Linked DNA regions of Rattus norvegicus: region 2 is linked to region 1. The links are chromatin contacts, called in public Hi-C maps. All regions are on one chromosome and are shown on one strand. Each heading gives the region's core, a stretch centred on a gene start, on an enhancer-like site or on the middle of the called end of the contact. The rest is flanking DNA. Distances are from core to core; before and after follow the strand shown. Region 1 holds the start of Hivep1 (HIVEP zinc finger 1). Region 2 has its middle 42 kb from the start of Tmem170b.

Region 1 (3,309 bases), core at 110-2,609:
TTCAAACTGCTAGTATTCTTCATGTCTATCTACCCTTGAAAACCTGCTTCGCTCCCCAGATCCAGCTCCCCTGATATTTCCAGAAGTTTCCAGTTCCCGTTCTCTAACGCTTTCTAGCAGCCGGGGTCAAACTCTGGTTTGTAATAAATTAGTCTGTCTTTCCATTTCACTCCCCCAGAGTTCCAGAAGCCTGCTGGGTGGCTCCGCCCCGCACCCCCTCCTCGGCTTCCAAAGTTCCCTCGCGGGTTAGTCCCCAGCTGACAGGCAGTCAAGGAGGGGTTAACAGCGCTCGCTGTTGCTTAGGCTCTGGGAAGCACCGGCTCTCTCCGGAATAACCTTGGCTTTCCTCGGTCTTTTAATAGAACATCCGCCACCAAAAGAGTGGTTTCAGTTCAGGGCTTAATAACATGTCCCCTCTGACCCTCCAAGTCAACACCCCAGCCCCCTTTCTCTCTCTCTTTTTTTCAAAGTTATTTTTCAAAGTTAATGAGTTTCAAGTTTCACTATGATTTCCCCTTCCCTCTACGCGGAGCTGAGGAAACCCCCTTGGGGTCCCCCCTCCCTCCCGGGTCCTCCTCCTCCCTACCAGGGCCAGGGCGAGGGGCGGGGCTGGGAGACACCATGACGTCACCGGGCCGGCCCACAGCCTGCTCTAGAAAGTCAAAAGACGGTAAAGAGAATCCGGCCCCGCCCGGCCCCGCCCCTCCTCTCGGGCCAACCGCCCCCGACTGCGGCCCGGCCGGGCTTCCCCGGGCCGCGGAGCCCCGCCTCCGCCACCGCCCCGCCCCGCCCCGCCCCTCGGGCCGCGCCTCCTCCTGCGTCCTGGGTCCCCGCGGCGGGGCCTGCGGCCGGCGGGCGGGCGGGCGGGCGGGCGGGCGGGGCGGCAGGGGGCCCCGGGCCGGCTTCACAGGAGCCCGCCCTCCCGCCGCAGCCCCCGCCCCGCCGCCCCCGGGGATCCCCTGCCGCCCCGCCCACGCGCGGGGAAGCCGCCGACCTTCGCCCTGGCCGCCCTCGCGCTGCCAGCGGTCCTCACGGACACCCGGGAGAGGTAAAGGCCGCTCTCCCGCCGGGTTCCACTCGGTCCCTCCCGCGCCTTGCTCGCGCCTCAGTGCCCGTCGGGAGGAGGCTCTGCTTGTGTCCCGGTTGTCAAGTGCAGCGCAGTTCCCGACGGGTGCGGGCCGGGCTTGGCGGTGGGGGCGCTGCACCCGGGAGAGCGCGGCGCGGGGGGCGGGGGCCGGGACCACCTCCCCCTGGCGGGCGGGCGGGCGGGCGCGCGGGTGTGCGTGTGAGTGTGTGCGCGTGTGCCGGCGCCGACCTTGCGGAGGGGATGCTGCGTGCGGGAGCCGCTTGCCACTTCGGCGGGTCCTGGCCGCGCAGGCGGCGGGAGCTGCGGTCCTGCGAGCCCAGCAGGTACGGAGGGCCGGCCTCCCGGTCGCCACGGCCGCTTCTCGCAGGAGGGCTCGGCGGGGCTGCGGGAGACCAGGCCGCGGCTTCCGCACCTCCCGGCTTTGTGGCTCGCTTTCCCTTTCGTTCTTTGCCGGGAGTGCCTGTTTTACTCCGGGCCACCTGGGTAGTTTCTCTCCGGGTAGGGCGCGCGCCCGCCGCTGGTGGGTCGGGGCCGGTGGGTAGGGGCGCGGGGCGGCTCGGGCTCGCTGCGGGTCGGGCTCCAGCAGGAGTTGCGGCTAGAGAGGGGAGGGGGCTGTGGCGAGGCTGGCGCGAGGAGGAGTCTCAAGGCTGCCGCTCTCGCCGACTCTGTCCTCCTCCTCCTCCTGCTCTCCGCATCCACTCCAGGCTCCTTCCGGAGCTGGCACTTCCATTCCCCCCTCCTTCTGGCATGCGAAGCGCTTTGTTCAGTGCAGCGTTGCAGAGGGGTTTTCCCAGGCTCCGCCCTCCACATTCATTCATGTTTTTTCTCCTTGTGACTGTCTTTACGCTTTTTGATCCTGTCCTGTTTTTGCACCTTGTAGTATGTATTTCTTTCTGGAGAAAGAATGGTTGATCACTGGTCCTAGTCGCTACGGTGCTGTCGTCTTTGAAAATAACCACTTCACCGCGGATTTAAACGTGGGCTGGACAGCTAGGGACAGGGGGGTGGAGGCTGCAAAACCGGGTCGCACAAAGCTGTTACAGGTTGGGAATTTGCATATTTTACATTTAAGCTGGGGGCTGATGGGGGGTCACGTGATCGGCTTACAATCAGAGTTCACGCTTTAAAAACTTCGTAATATTGTGACCGCTTAAAAGCTCTAGTTTTAATACGGAACGGAACAGAACACTTATAGCTTTATGTTTAAATTCTCTGTGCAGTCAAAACCTTTTTGAATGCGAGAGCTGATGGCTCTGTGGTAAAGCGAGCTGAGGAGCCCTATCTTTTGTAGGTCATTAGCTGGTGCTGCAAGAGACATCATCCATCGTTGACCATCCTGTTTCATAGTCTTCCTCTTTGGTTAGATTGTGAATAGTTTGTGCTATGCCGACTCTTAGCCTTGTTAGGAGTACAGCTGCAAGCAAGTTAATTGTAGTCGCCTTTTCCTTATGCGTTTTAGCTAAAGTGAAAACATACATCAAACACCTTATTCTGGGAAGCATTTTCTTTTCCTTGGAGGCGTTCTTCCCGGGAATTAATATTTCAGCATTTTCATGTTGCAGGCAAAGCTTCTACATTGTTTAGCTTAGTCCTTAGTCCTTAGCCCATCTGAGGTGGATACTGTTTCCTGATTTTACAGCTTGGGAAATCCGATCTTCTCTTCTGAGAGCTTAAGTACCTTGAACAAGGCCACACAGTATGGGGTAAAGCCTGGCCTTGAACCTGGTCAGGTTTGATTCCAAAGTATGTCTTCATGACTTGCTGTGTCATTCATCCCTTTGGGAGGGGATTGTCCTTGGTAGGTAAGTGTTATCTTCTCAGAGGAAATGGGCATGGAGTCATGTGGGGCCACATTCCATAGTTACTGATCTGAGGAAGGTTTCATAATCTCTTCCCAAAACTTTTTTTTTTCTCTTTGTAAAATGGATGAATTGGAGCTGTGGTCTTTTTTTTTTTTTTTTTTTTTTTTTTTTTTTTTTGGTCTTTTTTTTTTTTTCGGAGCTGGGGACCGAACCCAGGGCCTTGTGCTTCCTAGGCAAGCGCTCTACCACTGAGCTAAATCCCCAGCCCCCCCCCTTTTTTTTTTTTTTAATCTCTCCCAAAACTTTTTTTTTTCCAACTCTGTAATATTGATGAGTTGGAACTATTGCCTTGGTCGTTAGGATTAAATTAGGTGCTAAGTGGAAACTCTACAGTAAAACAAGTACCATTAAGTGTTCTCT
Region 2 (3,483 bases), core at 701-3,200, 420 kb before region 1:
TCTGAAGAAGGTTTAAGATACAGTGTTGGGGGTTATTTACAAATAAAAAATATCACACTAATTGTAATAATACTACTTTTTTTTTAACTATGTCATTAGCCTGACCTTGATTTATGTATTTTTCTTAAATCCAGACTTAATGCCTAAGGATATTTTATCAAATTGAATATAGTAGGAAGGTAGTGACGGTTACACAGTATCTGGGAGAAGAATACACCACCAATATTACACAACCTTACAGCACCATGACAATTGCCTGCCAAGTCCTGGTCTGCCACCCAGTGCTTCAACATGGCCATGTTCAGCTTCTGGGACTCTCAGTTTAAACATCAGTAAACCAGGAAGAACTCCCATTAGCCATTTGTCTTCAGGACAGGTAGGCAGTAATTCTAGGGAGTGATAATTAGGCGAAGCAAGGACCAGATTCTGGTTCTGGAGTAAGTGTGGTGCAGTTTTGAGAAATTTCTTTCACATTTAAACTGTCCCCTTGACCAGGGTGCTACTTCTGCCACAGAGCCTGCTGGGGGATTTTTCTTCTTTTTTTAGAAACAGTTATGGAGAGGAGCCTTACAAAGCAGAATGGGTGAAGTTGCTCAGCCAGCAAATTCCTTGCATTCCCTAGACCAAATATGTCCAAGCTGAGGAAGCCACAGCAGTGACTTCAGTGAGGTCCCCTGAAGGACAAGCATGCCGTGCCTGTCCGCCGTACCAGGTCAGCAGCCACCTCAGATCCTGTGGCTAATGGCTTTGTTGATGGTTGTACAGAAATAACTATAGCTGGGACCCCCGAAGGGTAAGTGCTTTTATGTACAGAGCTTCCGACTTGAAAGGCACACAGCGCATTACACAGTGTGCTCTGGGCTCTGTAGGGACTGCAGATAAACACGGGAGTTGCTTCCAGCTGTGGTCAGGACACCTCGAGAAGAGGACCTGAGAGTTCTCATAAGCCTGCCGTTCCTTCCTTGTCCCTTTATGTTGACACTGGTGCCATGGGGTGACTCTAAACAGTGATACAAAAAAGTATTAGGACACCTTACAGAAATGGGTGGGATTTTTCCTGAAGGAGAAACCTGGTTCTCTTTCTGGTCTGACCTCCATGTATGTGAGACTCCATTTTAACTCTAATGTGTCTGTTGGTCTACTTCTCCAGTGTAGATGAACTTCCCTTCTCTTCTCAGAGTTCGAGCTGAAGCTGTTCATGTAACACCATCTGAACAGGTGTGTTCTCTTACTTCCCTAGGCTGGGACGGATCTGTCACTGTGAACCCAACACCAACCTAAACTCAAGCTGTAGCCCCAACTGTATGCTCAACACTAGCACTGTGAAGCTTTAGTCTCTGCTTAGTTCAAGGTTGTGTAACCTGAGCTACTTCGTTTTTCAAGGTCAATGAGAAGGCAGGAGAAATTCAAATCTAAATCATTAAGTTCCCCCACCTCACCCCTGTGTATACGTGTGCCTAGAGAAAATATAAAAGTTGCTATTATGGGCAGAGTAGTAATTACATTGTTTCCCAAAATTTCCTTCAACCCTCTTTAACACACTTTATTTTATTTTCCCCGTCTGATCTTACTTGGAAAGTACTTTTGTTGTTCGTTTAGGGGACATGTTGCTCCTGTTTGGGTTGCAATGCAGGGCTTGGTGCACACTGGGAAAGCATTCTTCCACGGGGAAAAACCTCAATGTGTGTTTTGCTTCTGCTTTTCTGTCCAGAATACATTTACTTACTTGTTAAACAAAGGTCTTTCATGGGACTCGGGCAGCTGATTAAACAAAGTCTGTTCTGAGAGCCGCCCTACAGTGACTACAGCAGTCCTTGTCTGGACTCTGGTAAGCCTTGGAGGCCTGTGGGTTCTTTGGACACGGATTATTTCCTAGGTAGCCTGAGCCCAGCTCCTCTACACACCATAAACCTTCCTCCTAACGCTTTAGCGGAAAGGCCTGCCTGAGGTTCAGGTGGAATTGTTTGTTTGTGTTGGGAGTGAGGCAGTTACCCAGTTCCTTTATCATAATGGTTATATATCAGTGTCCAAGGACTGGTAAAGTATCCCTACATTGTTTTAATCAAGGCCTAAACTAACCAGACTGTTTTCCTTCCTAAATAAAGCTCGTGTGGATTCCAGGCTCTTGATTCTTCACTGATATAATCCGGAGCGCCAGTTAGCTGTTTCAGAAAAGGAAAATCCCTAAGTCAGAACCAGTCTTCCTGGTTATTTTGAGTTCCGCGCAGATGAAAGAACTAGAGGGTCCTTGGACTGTCCTAGTAGTGGGATGCTGTGTTAGATGTCTGCGGGACAGGGCCTGAGGAATGTCAGTAGCTGCCCCATGGCTGTGGTGGAAAAACTGAGTAGCATGCTCATCAGCTTCTGTCAGGATCAGGCGACAGCGTATCAGTTGTGACAACGGGATTCATTTGCGGTGTCAGAGACTGTCATGAAGAAACCATTAAAAGGTTAGGCTGAAGTTTAGCTTACAATGGTGTCCCCAGATAAAGACATTATGTCACCTCTCCTGTTGTAGGGGGTGGGAGTAGAGATAATAGATTGGCAGACAACCCTGAGAGAATTTTTGCTTCGTGTTGAATGGCATTATTTTACATGGATCACTTTGTATGTTAAAATACCCCGGTTTCAAATGTGTGTATCTGACTTCAGTCACCATTTCGGTGACAACAGAAGTGGGCGGGGTCTTGTCACTTTGCAGTGTAGAAGAGAGTTAAGGCAAAGAGAAACAAACTTTCCAAAATGAACTATCCCTAAAACAAACCAAAAGAACTCTTGAGGGAAGCCCCAATGCGGAAGTGGGGCTTTTCTTATAATTGAAAATCTGAACAATGCAGAAGAAAATAAGTAAGAATTTGTTTATTCTTCAATATCCATTCAGTGCTTTAATTTCTGGAAGATAAGGAAATTTTTTTTAAAAAAGGAAAGCAATTTGAAAAAGTCACGTGGTGGGATTCCAATTTTATAATGCATACATACCTCAAAGAATTCTTTGGTTATCTTGGCTACGCCTAATCTGGGCTGGTCTCATTCTTTTGTTCAAAATTTGCCAAAAAATGCTAGCTTTTAACACAGTAAAGTTTGGCAAAATAAATGTACATTTCTAAAATTCTCCAATGTTTCCCTATTTTTTAACACACAAGTAAACATGGATGAGAACAAATGTAAATAGCATTTATTAAACATGTTCCAAAGGGCATCCAACGAGAGGCTTTTGCACACAATTATCTGCCCAAAATTGATAAGGCTGGCCTCTATATTCCTATCTTAGAGATTCATAACTTAAATATGTATATTTAAGTTGGTAGAAATTGCTTAAGACCCTTTCCGGTTTTGTTTAATTTCCATGAATAGTCAGAAAAGCATCAGACATCTCCCCAGCTCGCCCTCTGGCTTTCTGAAAGCATTGTGAGCATATTTTTAAGGTTCAACATGGTCTCCCCATCTCAAAAAGATACCAGCCCTCCCACCTAAACCATAGCC

The links. A called contact is a pair of places that touch in the nucleus more often than the background predicts.
Region 2: a Hi-C map of the A7r5 cell line shows a contact between it and region 1, with 7 times the contacts expected there. The contact joins the enhancer-like site here to the promoter of Hivep1 in region 1. A contact is called at or near these places in 4 of 12 Hi-C or Micro-C datasets (the A7r5 cell line, the Rat2 cell line, Schwann cells and 1 more).

What each region holds. Positions count from the first base shown.
Region 1 is chr17:22,915,246-22,918,554 of GRCr8, reverse strand. It overlaps Hivep1 (HIVEP zinc finger 1), which reads left to right and starts at 1,359. Exons shown (of 9, transcript NM_001105751.2): 1 at 1,359-1,410. It overlaps LOC108348545 (a long non-coding RNA gene), which reads right to left and starts at 595. Exons shown (of 2, transcript XR_005495726.2): 1 at 1-595.
Region 2 is chr17:23,331,423-23,334,905 of GRCr8, reverse strand. No RefSeq gene overlaps it. Among named protein-coding and RNA genes, the nearest start is that of Tmem170b, 42 kb to the left of the region's middle. Within about 2 kb of position 1,950, at least 29 of the 93 cell types and tissues checked have an H3K27ac peak or open chromatin away from gene starts, as enhancers often do.